Regions from separate parts of the Mus musculus genome. Here region 2 is linked to region 1. The links are chromatin contacts, called in public promoter capture Hi-C maps. All regions are on one chromosome and are shown on one strand. The core of a region is the stretch at or near the end of the contact, and the rest is flanking DNA. Distances in the headings are between cores, read along the strand shown. Region 1 holds the start of Thsd7b (thrombospondin, type I, domain containing 7B). Region 2 has its middle 53 kb from the start of Gm41951.

Region 1 (7,304 bases), core at 4,697-7,196:
AAAGAACAGATGAGGAGATGCAGAGATGGCATGTGCTATTTTCTATAAAGAAAGGTCAAAGGAGGTTTTTCTGAGAGGCTGATACTTATGAAGGGACGCTTATCAAGTGACAGGATGAAGACAATAGGTTTCTGGGAATGGATGTGATATGACAAGAAGCTTCAGGGAAGGGACACGTAACAGACAAAGGTGGAAAGCCACCAAGGTAGCTAGCAGCAAGGAAAATCCTGATGTTCAGAGTCTAAGAGAATATATTAGAAACATCCTTTGCAAGGGCTTCTTTTCATTTATTTCCTCTGTGCATGAATGTTCTTGTATGTTTAGGGGTGTGTGTGTGTGTGTGTGTGTGTGTGTTTGTGTGTATGTGTGTGTGTATTGTGTATGTGTGTGTGTGTATTGTGTATTCATGCGTGTTTTGGTAGATGTGTGTTTATGTATATGCAGATGCATGCACACCCAGGTACATGCTTGTAAGGTACACGTTTATGGGGTGCATATGTGTGTGCCTATGTGTATGTAGGAGGGAGAACACTTGGATTTGTATGTACAGATGCAGTTTTCTGTCTTTCCTACCTGAAAGAGGACCTGCTTCCCATCAAACATGCTGCTGTCCTTGCAAAACAGCAAAGTAGAAGACACAAGTTCTACCCATCTCATCGAAGGTAGGCCTATGTGATTTGCATGGCTTGGTGCCCAGTAGCAGAGGATTTAGGTTGCCAAGTCTTTGGATAATAACAAGTTCCCATCCACATAACACCTGCTCTTTACAACCCAAGTCATTATGAATGTGGTCCAAGTTGTCACTCTAGGGGTTTTATTATTTCCACTTTATTCGGAGTTGTTTCTTATGGCAACAGAGGTTGCTTGTCCTTGTTCCTTTGGCTAGTGAAGATAAAGTTTCAGCCTCTCCTGACATTATGATGGTTCAGTGATGTTGTAGAGCAGTAGGAAAGCAGAACCAGCTGACCTTCAGATCTCTTAGTAAATAATATTGAGGACAAGCCATCAATCAAAGGCAGGAACTGGGTTGATCATGAGCATTGGACTAAGAAGAAGTGCTTCTAGAATATTGCCTAGAAGTAAAGATCTCTGAGTGTACTAAATGGGGAACTTACAGCTACAGAGCTTCTATACCTTACTAGTATGTGGCAAGGAAATGGGCCTACCAGCCTATGAATGGTGTGAAGAACTAAGTGTGTGTGTGTGTGTGTGTGTGTGTGTGTGTGTGTGTGTGTGTGTGTGTTGGTTTGCTTTTAGGATGCTAAGACACCTAGATGTCAGACCTGGGGAGATAGAAGCAAAACTGAAGAAGTGCATAATGCACTCCCATTATCCATCAAATCCAATTACCTTCATGTGATGTCATCATTATCTCTTGCCTGGACCATTACACATCTGCTTGGCTTATGCTTAGCAACAGAGTGATCTTTTAATGTTTAAATCAGATCGTATCCTACAGACAGCTGAGACTACCCCATTGGCTTGAAGGCCAGGCCAGGTCTGCCCTCTTCCTGCCTCTGCCATCTTGCCTGATGGTCCTCCCCACCACTGTCACCATTGTCACCACATTCCAGATACTTTATTCTTTGACTGTGTTTTTTTCTTCTTCTTCTTCTTCTTCTTCTTCTTCTTCTTCTTCTTCTTCTTCTTCTTCTTCTTCTTCTTCTTCTTCTTCTTCTTCTTCTTCTTCTTCTTCTTCTCCTCCTCCTCCTCCTCCTCCTCCTCCTCCTCCTCCTCCTCCTTCTTCTTCTTCTTCTTCTTCTTCTTCTTCTTCTTCTTCTTCTTCTTCATGCTCAAACTCTTTCAGTCGCATGCTCCTGGCACATTCTCTCACTGCTTCACCATCCTTGCCTGATGCCTAACTGTACAGGAGAGATGCAGTGTATTTCAGTGATTGGATATGCACACAGCACCAGACTGTCTGGGTTCAGATCCAAGTGTCACTTATCAGCTGTGTGACTTAACTGGTTGCATTCTCAATACCTCTGTTGTCAAATGGAGTTGATAACAGTGTGTGCCTCACAGGTATGGTTGTGTAGACTCAGCTCAACACCTAATATCTAGGACAGAACATAATACCCCATCCCACCCGCATTATCTTCTGTATCTGAGAGTAAATATTACTCCCTCTGGGAGTTTTGCCTGCAGTTGTCCCTTTGTGCTTGTTCTTTCTGGTCTGTATCTTTGTAGTAATTTCTCTTTCTTTTCTTTCATCTTATATTGTCAGAACCATATGTAGGCCCTTGTGTTTATTGTTCCTATTAGACATTAAACTTCATGAGTACAAAGTACTCAGCCAGCTCCATTGCCAGAGAGCAAATACCTAAAGCTGTATTTGTAGGCATACACTCAGCACACACAGCAAATATCTTAATGTGTGACTGAGGCTAGTGGGTTGGGACTAAGTTAGGAATGCTGAGGGTATTCTGGGAAGATCTTGGTGCCTCAGTGGGGCAGAGCTGGGCCAGAGGCCAGTGGAGTTAGGTTGCACTACTTCTCAAGACATTACCATAAGGTTGTATTTTAAGATGTTGACATATCAAAATCAAATTACTGGACCAAAGTCAAGGCTTGCACATCTATGCCAACACTAAATGCTCTTTTTTGGCAGGAAAAAAAAATGTTCAGTTTTGCCACAGGATCTCAGCCAACCTGGAATTGGACCGAATGAATTGTGTAAATGAGACAATCACAGTCCCTTTTCCTATTTCCCTACTCCTCCTGCTCTGCTCCCTCAAAGTGGCTGAGTGTTGGGCTGAACTCCCTGCTTCCTTGCACATGGGCATTGCAGACAGAGCAGAAGCAGGGACTTCCTGGGTGGCAAGCCTGGGATGCTAGCACTTGCGTTTCTCACTCTTGTTTTAAATTGGGCTTCCATCTCAGCATGCCTTCTTTATCTCTTGTTATTGTCGCTATTTGTTTGTTTTGTTTACATGATATTTTCTCACCCAAGCTTGTTATACTGTATGGAAAACTTGGTGTTCAGAAATAGCAGTGGTGGCAAACATACTGGACAACAACAAAATGTACCTTTAAACTCCAGTGGTGCCTGGAGAGCAAGGGTTACTTTCCTCCTAGTGCTAGCCAGCTTTGGCTTGCCCTGGGGAATGAATCCCAACAGGCCTCCAGCCTCCCCCTTCTATTGTTCTACTGTTTCCTCTGCACTTGTTAGAAGGGTTGACTGGCGCCCTTGCCATCTGTGTATGAGGGTTATGGGAATTTCTAACCTCCAGCTTATTTTCCACCCCTATTGATCCGTTCCTCACAGATAATGATGCCACCTACTCTCAAGGCTATGTTCTTCCAAACGCTTTCCCTGGTACAATTTCTGTACCTGTCTAGCAGTCTTTCTTGCCTATCTTCCTGTCTAGGCTGTCCTTTAAATGTTCCTCATCTAATGCAGACTTTTTTTTTTTTTTTTTTTTTTTTTTTTGCCAGTGCTTTTCTAAGGACCAACACTCATGATGTTAGGAAGAAGTCGGTATTTTAGCAAATTCCATTTGAACATAAGCCAGAGGTTTGAGGCTAGCAGCAGAAAGACGAGGTTAGAATGAATTTTTGGTTTGCATTTTCCTTCTGGTAGATTTATGCATTATTATACAATAATGTAAGGTAAAAGTCTGTCATCTTACCCTGTGACTTTCCTGAAATACTATGGTCAGCACAATGCCTTAAAGGGGAGTCACTGTCTTCCAGCTAACCTGAGAGAGACGTAGTGATGCTTAATACTTATGGCTCTTTGTATTTAGAACTCATTTGGACTTCATTCTTCTGAATTGTTCTTTTCTTTTAAGGAACCCAAATGTAGGAGCTAGGAATATGGTCCAGGCAAAAAAGTGCTTGCATCATAAGCATAAGGTTGAGATTGGCAGAGGAACCCAATGTTGACCTCTGATGCTCATACACATACATGTATATGAACACCTATATGCACACACACACACACACACACACACACACACACACACACACACACACACACACACACAAATATGCCACCATAAAGAAAGAAACCCAATGCACAGTACATAACTGGGGTATGAGTATTATCTATACTTATAGTTCTGAACACCAGGAGACCCAGAATGACAGAGGGGGGAAAGCTGCATTTTAAAAGAAATCCAAATATTCTCATGAGCATCATAAATGATTGCTGAGGTACTGTATGGGATTAGTGAGGATGCGCTTCTTATTAAATTGAGAATGCAGATTCGAATCACCAACCTTAAGAAAAATATATGCCTCTGGAGGGGTGTGGGAGGTAAGTACCAAGGTATCTGTGAGCAACATATTCTGAAGTCACCTTTGATGGCCCGCTGAAGAAAGGTTGCAAAGCCAAGCTTTGTAATCAGAGTGTGTGAGCCTGGGATGGGTTCTGGAGACGCAGCATCTATTCTGGGAAGCTTGAAACCTGGGAAGTCCTGGTGGAGCACTTCAGGAAAGCAGAAATGTTCTTTTCTCTGGCTGCTGTTTCTCAAGTTACTTAAATGAAACCCATTGCCTATTGATCTATATATCTGTATCTATATCTATATCTATATCTATATCTATATCTATATCTATATCTATCACAATAAAATATAATGGACCCTTTTCTACTTGGGGTAACAGATCATGTGGTCTTGAATTTTGGGAGATACTGTGAGATCTGGATGACAGCTGATGCATTTTTAAGACAATGATCTAAAGAGAGGCATAACCCTGAATGTGAGCACAGAACTCCCTAGGACAATAGTGATTACTGGGTTCAAGGGCTAATGCTTCCCACTCTCAGAACCTGTCCCACAGCAAGCTCCCCACCAAAATATTCACCTTTCCACTTACAGTGGCATTTATATCCTTTTGATTTGTTTGTCCCTCTGTGGCAGATCCTAGCTACTCTGCTGTTTAATTTGTGCTATGACATCAAGCTTTAATTTTATCGTTATTATTTTTGCTTCTTTTAGACACCCATGGTGTGCCAGGCGCCGAATAAAATAAGGATACATTCCTTGCTGTCTCTGTGCTCCCACTTTTAAAGAACCAAGACAAGCAAAATTCCCAGTAACTGGCAATAGATAGTCATTACTCCCCTTACCTCCCTTCCTTCCTTTTGAAGCAACCTCATCTCTCTGAACAAGCTTAAGAAGTTCTCTGGATCAAAGCTGTCAGAAACCAGGAGGGTTTGGAACAAGTGTCAGAGTAGGCAAAGGACCTCCAGAACTCCAGCTCCTTCCTCGCCTGCCTGAGAGAGATCTGGCCTGCATCTCTGCCTACCTTACCTGGGTGGGCTAGGACTCTCAGGCTACTAGCTGCCTCTGACATCCCTACCTAGGAGGCAAACTTCCCACACCTCACTAGCTCTAGGACCAAGGATGCTTTAAACCAAAGGATCCAAAGGATTCTGGCTTTTCCCAGGTATCTGATTGACTTGCAGTGACAGACTCTGGGCGTCTCATAACAGGGCTATGCCTACATTAGTACCCCGGTGGTTCTCTGGAGGCACCCCTAGTGTGCCTCTCCTACACACACCATTGGGATCTTTATCCTTTTCAGTTATCATCAGGAGGAACTCTGAGGCTTGGGGAAGCTTGAGGAATGGCTCAGTAAGTGCCTGCAGGCAAGTGTGCCAAGATCAACCCCACCCCAGCTTCCCTGGGACTTCCCCTTGTGCCTACCCCAGGCTCAGAGTGGTTAGGCACCAGGTGCTCAGCCCAGCTGGGGAGTCTCCCTCACTTAGCCAGCACCTGCACTCCTGCATTAGAGTTGGGAAAACAGTCGGCTTTGAGGGGTGCAGAGGAGCCAAGGGGGTTGAGGCCAGTTGCACCTCAGGCTGCTCACCCAGGGGAGCTGGTTTGGCGAGTCCTGGGGTCTGAAGGGTGCACTAACCCAGAGAAGGGGAGGAGGGCCAGGAGGAGAGATGAGGGAGGAGGGGAAGGCATGAGGGAGGGGCACCGGAGCAGCTGCTGTGGGAGGCTAGGCGCAAGGTGGCTCCCCGCGGCCCGGCGCCCCGCGGCTCCCGGGGACGCACCAGGCAGCCAATGGATGCGCAGAGGTGTACAGCAGATGGCGTCCGACTGCGCCGTTTCTTCCTCCTCCTCCTCGTCCTCCTCTTCCTCCTGCTTCAGTGCTGAGCAGCCAGAGTCGCAGCCGGGTTGCCAGACGCTGGAATGGGTGGTCTCCCGACACATACCACCATCTTCACTGGGAAAGCTCGGGGCTCGTCGGCTCCCAGAAGCTGCAGCTGCGGCTCGGGCGAGGCTGGTGAGTGCGGTCGCGCTGTGCCCCAGCTGGCATGGACTGATGCCGCGGGTCCCCTTGGCTGGCCGGATGGAGAGAGAGCTGCCCCGAATGGGGGCGCCTCCCGCACAGACTTTCATAGCCAGGCACCTTCCCTCGTCCCTTCTTCCAGCTAGTCGCGGAACTTGGAACCGGAGCCTTTGGCTCTGGGCTGCGGGAATGATTGGCTGCTGGGGTGTAGAATGCTTGGATCCTCTAATCCGGAGGGCAGGCAGGGACACCCCGCGACTTGGGCATAGGTCTCAGGCAATTGGACTGAACACACATGGGGTGGGTTCTAGCTTGCTTTGTGGGGAACCTATGAAAGGAACCGGTGGGTCCCCATCCTGTACGTGGAACCTTAAAGCTTTCAGATCCCAGCACCGGGAGTTCTGTAGGTTTTTCAAACTGGTCGAGTGAAGGGTCCCCTTTGGGTAGCCCGGAAGGTGAAATCCACGCATGGGTGCTCAGGGACCCGAGAGGATACCGGAGCAAGCCAAGAAGTTTTGCGGAGTCCTCCGATTTCTCCCTGAAGTGACAGGAGGCCACAGCAACAGTTTACATGCCCATGGTTCTCAAGGGGGCAAGGGGTGTCCTGGGGGACAGGGGAGCCCACAGGTTGGACATGATACCACATTGCTTTTTTGAGAGAAAAAAATGGGTCCAGCATGTGAGAGTGGGAAGCAAGGAGAAGGAGCATGCTTTCTCCTACCGCTCCCACTTTGCATCTTGCATGTTCTATACACTATTAAAGTTATTTGAAAAGGGAAATGAAACCTCAGCTCTAGGCGTCCTAGTACATTGAGTCTTGAAGTTGGAAAGCTTGGAGTGTGCCTCTCTCTCTCTCTCTCTCTCTCTCTCTCTCTCTCTCTCTCTCTCTCTCTGTGTGTGTGTGTGTGTGTGTGTGTGTGTGTGTGTAGTTGAGGATGAGGGCAATAAGCATTCCCTGGCTGTATTTCTTACACACACACACACACACACACACACACACACACACACACACACACTTGTAGAGGAAGGAATGGTATTTAATGGTACTTTTTTCT
Region 2 (7,023 bases), core at 197-2,696, 970 kb after region 1:
ACTGGCAAATGTGCTTATAAAGGGGGGGAGGGGGACATTTCTGCCAATTCATCCTTGGAACCTGGAACCAGCTGCAGATGATGCCATGCAGGATAGGGTGTAGTCTCTGGAATAGCTCAGGGGCCTCTCAGCAGGAAGAACAGCAGCAGTGGCTGAACAATAGAGTGATCTAGGGAGGAAGGCTCCACCCTAGGTAATCTACTTAGTGGCAGCAAGGTCAAGGTCTGACTTAGCCTGCTTCAGGCTGGGGGAGGTTACAATGTCCCCCCTGTTATTAATATTAAAAAAAAAAGCTGGACTGAGGCATGAAATTTATTTATGCTTTATAGTCCTGCCTGGGAGTTATGGTGGCTGGTGGCTGTGCCTGTCTTAGTTTCCTGCCTGTTCGGGAAATCTTAGATCTTCCCGAACCATCCAATTCTGTCTTGGAGGCTACGTGCAGCTTGTTGGTGTTATATTTCACACAAAACATGGCTCTGTGGGGTGTTATCAACAGCCACGGCCTTTTGGCGTATACCTCTGTCTTAGATTGGTATGGTTCTGAGATCTGGGTGCCTGTCTTTGACTGTCCGGCCCTCATTAGCATACCTTATTCCCAATTCAGACCAAAGCCACAATACGTACTTTGAATTCTTCCTCATGAAGATTAATAACTGCCACCTGCGCTGATGGGGGCTGCACACCTGCTACAGTCAGGCTGAAGGGCATGACTGACCTGCTTGAAAAACAAAGTCGAGACAGTGAAAAGCAACAGTACAAAAGCTTCTTTGGGGAAGTTCAGGTACTCCATTCAATTGCAAATTAACAACAATCAAGCTTAGACTTAGAGCTCCGGATGTGGGGTAGGTGGCTTTGAGAATTGCAGAAAGGCTGCAGCTTCTCTGGGAGTGGAGGCTGTGCTCCAAATTAAGTTTTCTAGGTAATTAAGATTTTAGCTATCTTCCCTAGGAATCTCTAATACTGGAATTATTACTAGACCAGTCCAAGACTGAGTAAGAATAACTGGTCATGAAAGACCCACAACGTGAGGACTCCCCCACGTTCTGACTCAGGAGAGGTGACACCCCAAAATCACCCACAAGAAACGGTCTTGTTGCAAACTGCAAGAGGATTTTTATTCAAGAGCGCTCTCGGGCCCACGGTCATACACCACGCAGGGGTAGAGGACTGTGGCGCCCCGAGTAGCTGGGTAAGGGGGTATTTAAAGGAAGAAACCACAACTCAAGGAAGTGGGGAGGGTGTTGTTGGAAGATACCAAAGATACCAGTTAAGAGTCACAAGGAAGTGCAAAGTTACAAGAGTCATGAGGAATACCTGGTAATTGTGAGGGTTATTTCTCAAAACAGTTTCTAAGAGCCCCTAACAAAAGCACATTTGCATAGCGGGTTCTGGCAATGCTCAGGGTGACATTCTTTGAATGAGCACTCTTTGAACCCAGGAAGCCGGTGGGTAGAGGAATGTCGCTATCTGTTTTATGATTAGCATACCTTTGCAAAGGCCACATTCCCAAGCCTGGGCCTAAAGGCCTAGAATTCTGTTTGTACTTTGTTATACTTTCAGTCACAATGAGGGAAGGAGAAGAATCACTATAAGTCTTTCTTGTGACTAATCTTTCTAAGTGAGATTACACGGTCTCTAGCGTTCTATGTCTCATAAGGTTTAAAAAGCTTGAAGCAAGGTAGCTTAGCTTGTCCAAATTGGGAAAATGGCAAGCAAAGGTGAGTCAAAAACATATACCCAATTTAGCTTTCTTGTCACTACAGTTAGGGCACTCAGCGAACTCACCTGTCAGCTTGTCACACGAATTAGCAGTCATGCTTCTGCAGCGTTCTGTGAAGAGAACCTATGCTTTTCCCTTTCCCAATAAGGTATCTGTTCAGGATCAAGCCATATGCCAATAAGTATATCCTTTTTATCTCACCTAGACATGATTATGTCTGGTTTTAAGATACTATGAGGCATTTATTAAGTTCTTTGACATCAAATTTCAAAATTCTTAAAATCAAAGTATGATTTAAATCATGTGCATGGGGATATATTAAATAATGTGCACGGAGATATAATTTCCCCCTTTCTTTGTTTTTTAAGAAGAAGAGTTTTTAAAGTTCCACAATACCCTGTTTTTGAAAATTATTAAATTGTTGACAAAACATCTCAAATACTTGACTGTTATAATCAGTTTTAATATAACAAGGGCAGTGACTAATTACACTTTCAATTGTTTCTCTTGAAGAGCAGGTATAACTAGAAAGCTTGAAAAGTTATTAATAGTCACATGTGCATAATTTATTTATTTATTAATCAGAAATAAGAGCATTCATTTGCAGCAATTGATTAAATATAGGTCCTCAAGAATTAACACCATTATGTGGAAACAGATAGGAACTGAGGACACCAAGAGCAAATTTTTTACAATTTGACATGCACATTCTTCAAAAAATACCAAAATATTATCTTAAACCATTACTGTTTTTAATCTATAAAGAACGAGATTATATAGCCAATTTTTAAAAGTGCGATGAGCACGTTCAACTATTCCTTGTCCCATGGGGTTATAAGGAATTCCAGTTTTATGTTTGATACCAAATTCTTTACAAAATGAAGTAAAATTTTTGCTAGAATAGGATGGCCCATTATCTGTTTTAATAAGTTTAGGCAATCCCATGGCATTAAAGGCTTGTAGGCAATGATCAATTACATTTTCAGAGGCCTCTCCTATATGCAGAGAAGCAAAAAGAAATCCTGAACAAGTGTCAATACAAACATGTATATATTTTAATTTTCCAAATTCTGCATAATGAGTTACATCCATTTGCCAAATATGATTAGGCATAAGACCTAGTGGATTAACTCTTAAATGTAGCACTGGAAATAATGTAATACTTTTAGGACATTGTTTTACAATCATTCTTGCCTGCTCCTTAGTGATCTTATGTCGGAACCTTAAGGTATGGCTAGAGAGATGAAATTTTTCATGATCATGCTTGGCCAAAGCAACAGGATCTGAAATTAAGGCTTCTCCTATTAGAGCTCTGTAGATGCTATCATTGCCTTCAGCTAAAGGTCCAGGAAGACCAGAATGAGATCGTATGTGGCCAATATAGAACAGGTGTTTTGGGGCAAGAATGATGTTTTGCAATTGTAAAAACAAGGATCTAGCTGGCATATTAAAGTTAAACATACCACAAGTCTCCAATAAGGGTACCGATTGTGCAACATATAAACTATCAGTAAAAATGTTAAAAGCATCATTCACAGACTGAAAGACATTCAATACTGCTGTTAATTCTGCTAATTGAGCTGAGAGGCCAGAGTCTTTATGATTACCTGTTGATTATTTATAAGATATCCAGCTCGCCCTTTAGAGGAGCTATCAGTAAACACCAAAACAGCATTGTGTAAGGGTTCTAAAGAGGTCATACTAGGAAATATTACCTCATATACATTTGAAAATTTTTATCAACCTATCTTGAGGGTAGTGGCTGTCTATAGTTCCTTTAAACCCTATTTGAGCAAACAACCAATCTGTACTGTGCTGTTTCAGTCAAGTGTCTTGACCTATACTGTAAGTCTGAACAATAATATTTGGCTCTTTGCCAAAATAAGTTAGTGCCTGCTTCCTTCCAATGATAATCATCTGAGCTACTGCTTCATAATATGGCAAGATATTACGTTTAGGAGAAATCCTCGAATGTATCCACATTAGAAGAGACTTTTGCCATAACAATCCTGTAGGCATATGAATTATATTAAAAATTAACAGATGTAAAGGCAAAGAGTAATCTATATAAGTGACAAATTGTTCTTCAATAGCTTTTTCCACTTGTTGTAAGGCCAGCAATCCTTCTGAGGCTAAAGATCTAGGGCGGGTAGGATCAGAACTCCCTTTAAGAATATCAAATAAAGGTTTCAACTCCCCTGTAGTAAGCTTTAAATAGGAGCAAAGCCAATTAATATTACCTAACAATTTTTGAAAATCATTCAAAGTCCTTAAGTTGTCTCTGTGAATAACTATCTTCTGGGGAAAAACAGCTTGATTAGAAAGTCTAGAACCCAAATAACTATGAGGATCCTGAGTTTTTATCTTTTCAGGAGCTATCAGTAATCCTTTATCAGCTAAAGCTTTTTGTAAATCTCTATAACACAAAAGCAAATCCTGGGGGTCTTTTCCAGGCAACCCAGGACAAATTCTTAAATATCCAAAAACAGTCTTCTTAAAGGAACAGCATTTTTTCTTATGAGTTGCATAAGCAATTGCAAACTTGAGAATGAATAGCATCTGAGGGATGAACAATTTTAAGCAATTGTAAGCTCTGAGATATACATATTAATAAAGATACAAATTAAAGCTTGATTATTCAACATTTTAAAACACCATCTACAGCACACAATTTAATAATCTGTGTTGAAGCAGGGAGAAACTCAAAAGTATAAGCGTGTGATCCAATTCACATAGACTTTTCTCCCATAAGAGGGCTGTTTTTAAACACAGTAATTGGGATGCATGCATGCATGAATTTATAAAAGATACAGAAGCGTGCATAAGAACAATTTTTTAACTTATCTTTGGGGTAATGATTGTCAATTTTATTTAAAATGATGGTATGCAATAGATTAAATATCAATATTCTATAATAACCAATTTAATTGCTGTTTTAAACAAGGAACAGACACTTTGTCAGGTTCTTAAGACACAATTTTTGTTATAGGTTTTCTAAAATATACAAATTTATCTTACAATTCTTTATTAGCACCACTGCAGCCTTAATAGGGTGTTAAAACTGTATTTTGAGGTGAACGCCACCTCGGCCTCACCCGCACCCACCTCTGGCCCTCCTCCCAGGCCGAAAGGCTGAAGTGGCCCAATCTGTTGTAGGCCAGGAAGCCCAAGCAAGGGCGGCAGAAGAAAAATGCATACACCCCCTCCCCCAGCGGGGACAGGCAGATGCTAATGGGGGCAAGTTCTCTACAAAGGCGCCCGCTTTTTGGCAGCCTCCCACACCACCACCGCTCAGGGAAAACTGCATACCCCACAGCCCTGTCCCGCAGCAGCCAGCAGCTGGCCTGCTCCACGTGGGCCAACGGTCAGTCAGGAGGAGAAGAAAGATGATTTTACAATAATGTTTTCTCTTGCCAAAGAATTGCTGTGGGCACATTTAACAACCAATAACTAAAATAGGCAGCTAATATTTAATTACCATTGATTATAATTGATAACAATTATAAAAGCTTTATTTTCTGCAAAGCCTTTTGTTCTTTGCCAGTTAATTTGTGTCTCACTTAATAGCACCTAACAAAAGCTTAATTTCTCCTGTGGTGAGTTTAAGGTGAGGTCTTAGCCAATTAACATCTCCTGGAAGCTTTTGAAAATAAAATTTTGAAGCAAATCAATTTTTTGTTCTTAGATTTTCTGTACCACAATTTTATAGTATAACTAAAACCCTAAGTATTCAAAAGATATTGCCTCTGAATCTTCTAAAGCAACAGCTACTCCATAGAACTAAAAAGCTCATTGTGTGAGAGCAAAGATTTAAAGTAAACTTCCCTTAAGAGGCATTAGCTAATAAAATACTTTCCTCTTAGGAAGCAATATACACTGAAAGATTCAAACTCTTATCTTCTTGTATTGAAGCAGAGACACTAAGAATTTTTCTTACATGAGGTAAAGCTATATTAGCTGTACCCAGCGGCAAAATTTTCCAGTGATTACAAGCTCACTAGAAGCAAACTCTTTACAATTTTCCGGATGCAAAGGAAAAAACAAACTCTTAAATCTATAACTTTACATGAAGTAGGCAAGTCAAATCGCAATATCCTCATAAATTCTACAGCCTGATTGACCTTTTATAAACTTTATTTAGAACAACATCTGGATAATTCTGCAACAGTGCTCTTTTAGCTAAAAGGAATTTTCCCTAAAGGCAAAGAGAGGCAAGTTTCGAGAGCTTCCTTAGGCACCATTTGCAAGACAAAAGAAAGTCACACAAGCCCTGCAGAGGCTGCTCTGAGCTTAGTTTCTCTTACTGTGAGGAGAGATTTTAGAATTTTTAAGTTTCTTTTGCAATATTAGACTATAACTTCAACTTCGGGAAAGCAAAATCCAATTTCAAAGCAATATATCATCTTAGAATCAACATTAAAACTTCACTATCATGTTATGAAATTTGGCTGCCAATTTATACCTATGAATGCATGACAGTGCAAGTCTTAATGCTTCATTGAAGAGACATTGCTTTAAATCTTATCTTTAATTCTACTTTCTAGGATAAGAATCACGTTAAATATTATCTCAACTAGAAGTATCCTTAGAGGCCCAGCCTCTTAGCCTGCCTTATGCCACGTGTTGGAAAGACTCCAAACCTGAGTTACTAATTTAAAGCTAACTTTCTAGTAACCAATGTTACACCTATTTGATCATATCCAATAACTTATAAGCTAATACTTTACGATGAAGACACACAGAGCATATTACACGTCTAAGACTAGTAAAAAAACAAATGAAGTGGCTACATGAGTCTAATAAATTTAGACCAATCAAAGAATTTCAATTTTTCTAGCTATAATTATAAGATATAAAAGGCACTTGTCATTTGCCAAACACAATAATCACAATTGCAGAGAACCCTCCAGGAAAAAAAACATCTATCGGTTTTTTTGCCCCAAAATTAAGAGGCTGGAGACTCCCTTTCTTTGAGAGCAGCTTTTCCAGCAGTGGCTCCCCTGCTGTGCCTGATCCTGGCTAAAGTGTGCGGCCACTCTTGGCTTTGCTGAACCAGCAGATAAAGGTTTAGCCCTCTTTTATTTTCCAACATGAAACACAGAACATTCAGTCATTCAGACAACTAGACACGAACACACATGGATTGACACGTGAACAGACCGGTGCACCAGACATTAGACTACACATTAGACAACACAAAGAAGGCAGAGAACTTCTGCTGTAGGGGCCAGAAAGAAAAAGGCAAGGTGTCCCACGAATTTTTCTCTGCCTCCGGGAGAGCTTCAAAATCCATTTTCCTCTAT

The links. Promoter capture Hi-C pulls out the DNA fragments that hold promoters and counts their contacts.
Region 2: a promoter capture Hi-C map of embryonic stem cells shows a contact between it and region 1, with 3 times the contacts expected there. The contact joins the enhancer-like site here to the promoter of Thsd7b in region 1. A contact is called at or near these places in 4 of 39 promoter capture datasets (embryonic stem cells, liver and maxillary cranial neural crest) and 1 of 9 other capture datasets (embryonic stem cells).

The regions. Positions count from the first base shown.
Region 1 is chr1:129,267,358-129,274,661 of GRCm38.p6, forward strand. Thsd7b (thrombospondin, type I, domain containing 7B) reads left to right here and starts at 5,947. Exons shown (of 28, transcript NM_172485.3): 1 at 5,947-6,243.
Region 2 is chr1:130,245,690-130,252,712 of GRCm38.p6, forward strand. No RefSeq gene overlaps it. Among named protein-coding and RNA genes, the nearest start is that of Gm41951, 53 kb to the right of the region's middle. Within about 2 kb of position 1,447, at least 7 of the 459 cell types and tissues checked have an H3K27ac peak or open chromatin away from gene starts, as enhancers often do. A contact at or near this core is called in embryonic stem cells, where this site is marked.